Linked DNA regions of Sus scrofa: region 2 is linked to region 1. A link is a contact called in public promoter capture Hi-C data. All regions are on one chromosome and are shown on one strand. Each heading gives the region's core, a stretch centred on a gene start, on an enhancer-like site or on the middle of the called end of the contact. The rest is flanking DNA. Distances are from core to core; before and after follow the strand shown.

The links. Promoter capture Hi-C pulls out the DNA fragments that hold promoters and counts their contacts.
Region 2: a contact with region 1 is called in a promoter capture Hi-C map of liver, with 6 times the contacts expected there. The contact joins two enhancer-like sites. A contact is called at or near these places in 2 of 5 promoter capture datasets (fetal liver and liver), 3 of 47 Hi-C or Micro-C datasets (all in liver) and 1 of 2 datasets of contacts at active chromatin or transcription factors (alveolar macrophages).

Annotation. Positions count from the first base shown.
Region 1 is chr1:56,109,279-56,113,673 of Sscrofa11.1, forward strand. No RefSeq gene overlaps it. Among named protein-coding and RNA genes, the nearest start is that of AKIRIN2, 42 kb to the left of the region's middle. Within about 2 kb of position 2,388, at least 26 of the 83 cell types and tissues checked have an H3K27ac peak or open chromatin away from gene starts, as enhancers often do. A contact at or near this core is called in fetal liver and liver, where this site is marked.
Region 2 is chr1:56,182,742-56,187,136 of Sscrofa11.1, forward strand. No RefSeq gene overlaps it. Among named protein-coding and RNA genes, the nearest start is that of AKIRIN2, 120 kb to the left of the region's middle. Within about 2 kb of position 1,865, at least 5 of the 83 cell types and tissues checked have an H3K27ac peak or open chromatin away from gene starts, as enhancers often do. A contact at or near this core is called in fetal liver and liver, where this site is marked.

The DNA of each region.
Region 1 (4,395 bases), core at 1,138-3,637:
AATCCAACTAGGAACCATGAGGTTGTGGGTTTGATCCCTGGCCTCACTCAGTGGGTTAAGGATCCGGCACTGCCGTGAGCTGTGGTGTAGGTTGCAGATGCAGCTCAGATCCTGCGTTGCTGTGGCTCTGGCGTAGGCCAGCAGCTACAGCTCCGATTTGACCCCTAGCCTGGGAACCTCCATATGCTGCAGGAGCGGCCCAAGAAAATGGCAAAAAGACAAAAAAAAAAATTTTTGAGGACTCTGGACCAGTTGTTTTGTAGACCATCCCATAGTTTGGTTTTGTCAGATGTCTCCTTATGATTAGATTCAGATTGTGCATCTTTGGCAGGAATAGTATTACAGGAGTAATGATGTGTTTTTCTCATCGGATCCTATGGGGTAGTGCATGATTTTGATTGCTCCCATTAGTGATAATATTCACTCTGATCATTTGATTAAGGTGGTTTTTTAAAAAAAAGATTTTTATTTTTTCCATTATAGTTGGTTTACAGTGTTCTATTTTCTACTGTACAGCAAAGTGACCCGGTCACACATACATATATAAATTATTTTTCTCACATTATCCTCCATCATGCTGCAACTTAAGCGACTAGATATAGTTCCCAGTGCTATACAGCAGGATCTCATTGCCTATCTATTCCAAACAATAGTTCACATCTATTAATCCTAGATTCCCCTGTCAAGCTACTTTTATATAAAGCTACCCTTTACCCTTTTGTAATTACTTAGTATTTTGTGAGCAGGTATTTTGTAATGATGTAACTGTCCCAATCCTAATCAAACTTTATTACTTTTTTTTGGCTGTGCCCATGGCATGCAGAAGTTCCTGGGCCAGGGATCAAACCTACACCATGGCAGTGACCCAAGCCACATCAGTGACAATGCCAGGTCCTTAACCCACGAAGCCACCAGGGAACTCCTTAATCAAACCGTAAACTCATCGTGTATTAATTTACAATCCTTAAGTCTTTCCATTTTAGTGTTTCCATTTTAGTCAGTGGTTGATAATCTGTTACCATCATTATTTATTTTGATACTCGGATTGTCCCAGATTTGTCCAATGGCAGCCCCTTCACGCTGACTCCTGTGTCCTTTTGACAAAGCCCCACCATTTTTTGAGCACTTCCTTCTTTCTGATACAAGATATATTCCAAATTGACCTGTACTTTGCATGCTACAGTCCTGAATCAGCCAGCCATTTCTCCAAGGAGCCTCGGTTCCTTTTAGTGGAGAATGGTATTTATAAGCTAGGGTGTTCCTTATTATTGGGGATCTGTTCCCAGGCTCTCACTGGACAGAACTATTCAATATACATGTGTACTACTTTCCTATTGCTGCTGTAACAAACTACCACACACACAGTGGCTTGCTTAGCATAACACAAATGTATTATCTTATAGTGCTGGAGGGCAGCAGTCCTAAAATCAAGGTGTCAGCAGGGCTATATTCCTTCTGGAGTCCCTAGGAGAGTATTCATTTCCTTGCATTTCCATTTTCTTTTCTTTCTTTTTTTTTTTTTTTTTTTTGTCTTTTTGCTATTTCTTTGGGCCGCTCTCATATGGAGGTTTCCAGGCTAGGGGTTGAATCGGAGCTGTAGCCACTGGCCTATGCCAGAGCCACAGCAACGCGGGATCCGAGCCGCGTCTACAACCTACACCACAGCTCACGGCAACACCGGATCGTTAACCCACTGAGCAAGGGCAGGGACCGAACCTGCAACCTCATAGTTCCTAGTCGGATTCGTTAACCACTGCGCCATGACGGGAACTCCAAAGTATTTTTTTTTTTTTTTTTTTGTGCATTTCCATTTTCTAGAAGCTGCCTGCATACCTTAGCTTTCGTCCTCTTCTTTACCAATGTCAAGTGGCCAGCAGCCCAGCATCTTCAGGTCTCCTTCTCTCTGACCTCTGCTTCTGTCAGTACTTCTCTGACCCACCTTCCTCCCAGTATAATCACAAGGACCACTGTGACTACGGTGGACCTACCCAGATAATCCAGAATAATCTTCCTATCTCAGGATACTTAATCATATCTGCAAAGTCCCTTTTGCCCTATAAGGGAATACATCCACAGTTCGGGGCATTAAGATGAAGACCGTTATTCTCCCATCCATGTACAGGATGTGGGTATTTACACACTTATTTCTCTATTTTTAGAAATAGATTGGAAATCACGAGTTCATTTGGATACCTCCCATTCTGATTTAACAGCCGCAGGATTCATTCCAGCTTTCTCTGTTTCAATATTTGCACCTCTCTCCACCAACAGTGAGAAACCTGCCTTCCCTTGTCCTTAATAAGTTACTCATTTGATTTATCGCCTCTATGTAACCACCAGCCTCTTATCCCATTTCCGTCCTCATACCCACGGAGGAATGTCCTCCCGCTCTGCTTGGACTCAGAAATGTTACACTCGGCTGCCCTTTCTCGGGACGCCCTCCTCACTCCAGCCCAAACCAGCCATCGCCCTTGCAGAAAAACCCCCGGCTGCTCCCATGTGGACACCTTTCTCACCCTACTGGGGCTCCCACAGTCACCTCCGAGCCCCTCTAAAGTGCCGTGCTCTTCTCTCCACCCCTCCCCGAACTGGTTGAGGAGCCAATCGTTGCTAGGGGGAGGAAGAAAAGTCCAAATGGCATATTTTTAGGAAGGAGCAAGGTCACTGAAACTCTGATCCAAACAAAGTTGGGAGATGTGGAATGCTCGGGAGTGGGTGGGGGGGACTGGGAACAAGGTGGAAGGGCACAATGGGTTGGGGGTGGGGGTGGGGTTGGGGGGGACTCGAGGCTGGAGAAATACTGGCCGCTGGGATGGGTCCCAGTTCTTGGGCCTCTTTGTCTATTTTGAGGAGCGGACTCATATTTTTCTGGGCTGAGAAGGCTGCCACCAGCCTGGAGCCACATCAAACCACTTTTTATTAAAAAACCACCCTTTGGCTCCTGCTGTTTTTTATGCTGATTAAGAACACCGACTTGGCTCAACGAACAAGAGGGCTGATTGTTGCTCTGTCTCTTGAAGCAGAAGAGGCTTTTGATCAAGTTGAGTGGGAGTTGAGGTTTGAGGTACTTTAAAAAATGAAATTGGGAGATAAGCTGATGAACTGAATGTGAACTTCGTTCCAAGCTCAATGAACAGAAATGTTTCAGATCCTTTTAATCTGGAAAAAGCCCATCGCAATTGCCCTTTTAATCCCTTATTTTTCTTTAAGATAAAGTTGCTTCTCAAATTGTTTAACGTTTCTCTGTCTACAGAGAAGGCCACGTCAAAAATCAACTCTGAAGCTTAAAGAGGTATAGGCATCTCTTTCTTTTTGAGGGATTGGGCACCTTGGCCTTGTCCCTTCACTCTCTGGCACCCAGAGCAAGGGTGCTGTCTTCAGTGACTATCAGAGTGATGGGGGGGTGGCGCTCGGCTTTGCAGCATGGTGGCTGTAGATTGGCTGTACAAAAAAGCAGAAGCTTGTGGGTTCTAATCTCAGTTCCTCCCTGCCTTCTGAGCGACTTTAGGAGAGTCATTTAATTTCCACATGTTTGGTCTGCTCCATCCTCTTACAGAGCTAATGATATCCCTCATTGACTTATGTCATAGGGGTGTCGTAAGGGCTGATGAACGTACAGGGCGGTCAAACATTGCATACGTGTGATGAGCTAGAGAGCCGGGAGACCTCTTTCAATTAGCGGTGATCTTTCCCTTCAGGAATGAGCTATGCTTATGGTGCTAGTAATTTTTGGCTATTTCTCTGTTTATCTTATTAGTTCAACTCATGTTATCATTAATTATATACATAATAATATGCTTGGTTCAACACAGATGAAGTCATCCACTTCAGTAGTTTTGTGTCTCCTTCCTATGTGCCTGGCACTCTCTGTACTAGAATTAAAAACCTAAGGAAAAGCCACATTTGGGAAGGTCAACAAATGTGAAATATTTATGAGCAAATTCATGTTTATCTTTCTACTGTTCCCTCTGATGATTTATTTGTTTGAACAGAGGCTCCTCTTTTTATCATAAAACATCTGAGGGAAGCTTAGCTTCAGTTTCCTGAGTATGTGTGAAAGACACAGCATAGTTTTTTTTAAAAAAGGAAAGACTCCCCATTAGCCACTTTCTCATAGAATGGCAGTCCCCAAAGACGTGGCAATCTACTTATTAATTTTCATGTAGCTGTTCCCTGCTAAAGGGGGCAGTAGCCCAAATTAGGCCTGCCCCTTTGCTGTGCCAAGCAGGTGGGAAAATTGACTACCATCAGACTATTCTCAACATAGGGAAGTTAAGCCAGGCTGGACACGAACTGAAAACTAAACCGAAAATGATTATCTCATAATCCTGAAAAAAATCCTCATAATGCACATGTGGAAAAATTGCTTTCCACACACATCCCCTGCCCAGTGCA
Region 2 (4,395 bases), core at 615-3,114, 73 kb after region 1:
TTGAAGAGATCTGGTTGTGCCGACATCGCTGAAGCTTTCCTCTTGATATCTCCAAGAGGTTATCGGATATCTCCTCTTGAAGAGGCATCTCACCTTGAACCATGACCAACCCAAACAGCATTCTTTACTCCCACTGTCCCTCACCTCCCTAACATGCTTTTCTCTCATCCTTTCCAATTCCGGCAAGTGGCATCTCCCTCCACCAGTTGCTCAGTCTGAAGTCATACCCCAACCCCACCTCTCACCCACCACCATTTAGCTCTACCTTCAGAGTACATGGGGAATCCATTCACTTTTCACACCTTCACTGCTGCTACCCTTGTCCACGCTACTCTGTTTTATTGGATGCATGACTCCGTCATTTCCAAAGAGGTTTCCCTGTTTCTGCTCCTGTCCTTATTGTGGGACTTTGTTCACATAGCAGCCAGAATAATTTTCAAAACTGTAAGTCGAATTGCATCATATCCCTTCTTAACCACCCCCCTGGAGGTCCCCTATGCCTATTCTACCCAGAAAATACTTTTCTTCTTTGCATTGTCTAGTACTTTTATTTCCACCGTAGCCCAGACCTGTAGAAAAGGTTCAGCCTCGCTGCTGTCTTGTTCCTTTCTCATAAACAACATGAACAAGAATATTTATAGATCTGAAAATCCTTTAAAGTATTTATTTCTGTGCAGGTAGAAAACTTCCTAAGTAACTCCCTCTTTTTGGAAGCATGGAGGGTGGGAACTTCAGGGACCAGTGGTGTTGTTTGCTCCTATTATCTGATCAAGGATACTGGAGAGAGTTGAGAAAAATAGTGGGAATTTGGAGAGATGGAGATGAAGAATATAATGAGAAAGTAAAACATGGCACAGGGGTTAAAAATGGGCACAATGAATAAATTCTTTCTTTTATAATTCGTATTGTAGTAGAATTTTATAAATTGAGTTGCTGCAGAAAAAGGAGTAATAAAATGATATTAATTAGTATCATACTAGTAATTATACTATTTGTCCCTGAATTTATATAATCTTTCTGCAAAAAGCTAAAAATGGTTTCAAAAGCGCTAATAATATTATATTATTGGGCAATGTGTCTATAATAGACATTAATTATATGGTATTAAACCAATCCACAGAGCTTTCTAAAGGTATAATAGGCTAATAAAACACCAGAAACCTAATTGCTACTCTAAGAATTTAGAATTAAAATTAGCTTAATGATAGGAAAAATTTTAATAGGAAAAAATATCCGCAGAACATTTGCTCTGATATAGTTTTTCACTGTAAAGAATATTAAAAATATCAATAAAAGCAAAATAAGTATCCAGACCTTATTACACAAATATCGCTGTTAAATTTCTTCTTTTTCTAAGCTATCTTATTGTGTGGTTTTCAGAGCCTTTTATAAGTCAGCCACTAGAGAGCAAACTTCTTCTTTTTATCAGTCTGCAGTATTATTAAAAAAAAAAAATACATACCACGTGTATATACCGGCACTCTTAGAATAGCCTATTATCTCAGACTGTAAAATCTGATAATATAGCTTCCGAATGCCTGGGGCAGTGGGCGTGGGGGATGGAAGTGGGGAATTTTAAGGCCTTTATATTAAAAACATAAGAAAGAACAAGATAAGATGTTGTAATGTTGAACTACCTTCCTGGAGTGAAAATGAACCCTTCTGCTAATGGAGCTTAAAGTCTTAGGTTTCATCCCCTGTAATAAAATACGATAGGCATTGTTTGGTCTGACAGGCATCCTGGGTCTTTTATTCCAGGCGAGGGTAATAGAAATGATACTGGAGCTCAAAGAAATGATACTGTTTCCAAGTAGAAATGTGGATAAATTACATTGTCAGTTACATTACAGCCTTTCACTCCAGAGGCCTGAGTCAGGCAAAGAAAGCTGCCAGTGGAGGAACTTTCTCATCTTTGCACAAACTCCCACTATTGACATTCCTTCCAAAGGTCAGTATGAGCCCCAAAGATCAATACACAGGCAGATCAATCTGCTAAAGGGTGCCAGAGAACAGATGAGGGAACGTAGGAACACTGGGGACTCTCCCCCAACTTACCAGGCCCCAGAAGTTATTTCCCAGGCAGCGTTTTGACCAAGATTGACAGAAAAAGTGAGTAAAGCTGCTTTCTCTTCTGTGTTCTGTTAACAGGACCCTAGGAACTCACCGCTGAATAGTCATTGGAATCAAATTTCATCATTCTCATCTGGGCTTTGGGATATTTGAGGATTTACCACCTAGAATTTGGACTTTTGGGGTATTTTTACAAAATAACGATAGTTAGATTATACCAGCTATCGAAGAAGGGAGATTTCAAAACCTTCCAAGGAAACACTTTCGGGGGTTTATAGGCTATTCCTCTTAGGCAATGTATATTTTCTGTCGAATTGACTCAAGTGGAAGTGTCAATATTTGAACAATTTGGCCTATAAAATGGCAATTTTGCAGGCTTTGGCCTAACACATGATACTACAGGGTCTTCTGTGGAGAGACCTCCATCCCCAGCTCAGGTTTCCATCAGCCATCGTTACACACCTACCACGCTCTCAGTGCTGTCCCCGCGCAGCTCTGGGAACAGGAGCAGGAGCAGGGACCACTTCCCTTCAGGGCACTGTGGTGAGTGCTCTCAGACATTAAGGACCAGCAGACCAGTCCTGCCTTTGCAGCGCTTGCATCCTAGTGTGAGGAGTGGACAGGATTGCTCACTCTAAGGAGGATGAGGCCGTGCTATGTTCTCTAGAGTTGAACAGCTGTGGGACCAGGAAAGGGGGCTGAGATTCGGTCCTGACTGGGGGATTCCTGGAGTCTTCACGGAGGAAGGGACACTCCTGTTTGGGAGCTGATGCTTACCTGGGAGAGGTGATGATTTAACTGGGACTTGAAGAATGCTTAAGCTTGTTCTTACAATTTCTGTCAGAAAGCTGCAGCCAAAATTGTTAGTATCCCCAGGTGGCAGTGGTCCTTCTAGAACCACACGAAACTTGGCACAGTGTGGAGGCACCCTCCCAAGCCCCTGAGCCACTGCGATGTAGTGGCTGGGAACACTGACCCTGGAGCCAGACTGCCCTTATGGAATGTCTGTGTGACCTCGAGTAGTTTATTCAGCTTCTCTGTGCCTCAATGTCCTCACCTGTAAAATGTGGGTAAGTGATAGGACCTATTTTCGGTCTCCTCTGGAATTCTGACAGGGCTGGACATTTCCACAGGTTTATGGGTAACCTAACAAAACTCTTTTCACAGACTCACTAAGGGAGCCCCAAGGAAAGAACTTCGGTGAGCAAGACTTGAGGAAGAGGGCGTTAGGTATGTGTGTGTGTAAACTTTAGGTTTACAAGCAAATAAATGAAATCTCGAAAGGACTGTTTTGACTTCCATCTAAAACCCCAGGGCCCTGGTGGAATGCCTCTTGTAGCGGGTAACTCAGGGCAGCTTTGGTGGACTGACTGTTCCAGGGGCCAAAGGCCAGTGTTGTCACCTCCGAGGCCCCAGGGCTTCTGCTGGGTGGCAGAGGCCACTGGCAGATCCTTACACAGTGGAAGCAGCTCCCTTGTCTGATACTACCTGGCATTGTTCTTGGACATATTCGAGATAGCCCCTAGGAATGTCCAGAAATTTGGTGGTGGGGTAGTGTGGATGGGGTGGGGTAGGGTGGGTCGGCGAGTTTGGAGTTGGGGGAGATGGGAGCCCTTTGCAAGGAGAAGGGTCCTATAATAGGAGGCAAAGTGAAAGTCTGAGAAAGGAAGGGTCTGACCTGATGCCCCATTTGCATCTTTCAGGCCGCTGTGGTCCAGGACACGTCAGTTACATGTGAATCCCTTCTGGCAATTCAGCAATAGCCATTGTAACTTTCAGGTCAGAAAAGTTTTTTTTTTTTTTTTTTTTTTTGTCTTTTTGCCATTTCTAGGACCGCTCCCTCGGCATATGGAGGTTCCCAGGCTAAGGGTCAAATCGGAGCTGTAACTGCTGGCCTAAACCAGAGCCATAGCAATGCAGGATCCGAGCCACGTCTGCAACCTACACCGCAGTTCATGGCAACGCCGGATCCGTAACCCACTGAGCCAGGCCAGGGATTGAACCTGCAACCTCATAGTTTCTAGTCGGATTTTTAACCACTGAGCCATGACGGGAACTCCAGGTCAGAAAAGTTTTTAAAAAGTTCTGCCCATGCCTAAGAAAATAATATATCTTGTGAGTAGTTAAAATTAGATTAAAATTACCCTTAGCTTATCATGCAGTGATAACTACTTTTGATGTAAATGTATTTTGATGTATTTCCATGTAGATTTTACCCTGACAAAAGACATGTATATTTGGAATTTGCTAAATTCGGTAAATGTATTTAAATACTTATATATCAATATAAAAATTTTACCATTTTTTATCCCCCTTTTTTCACTT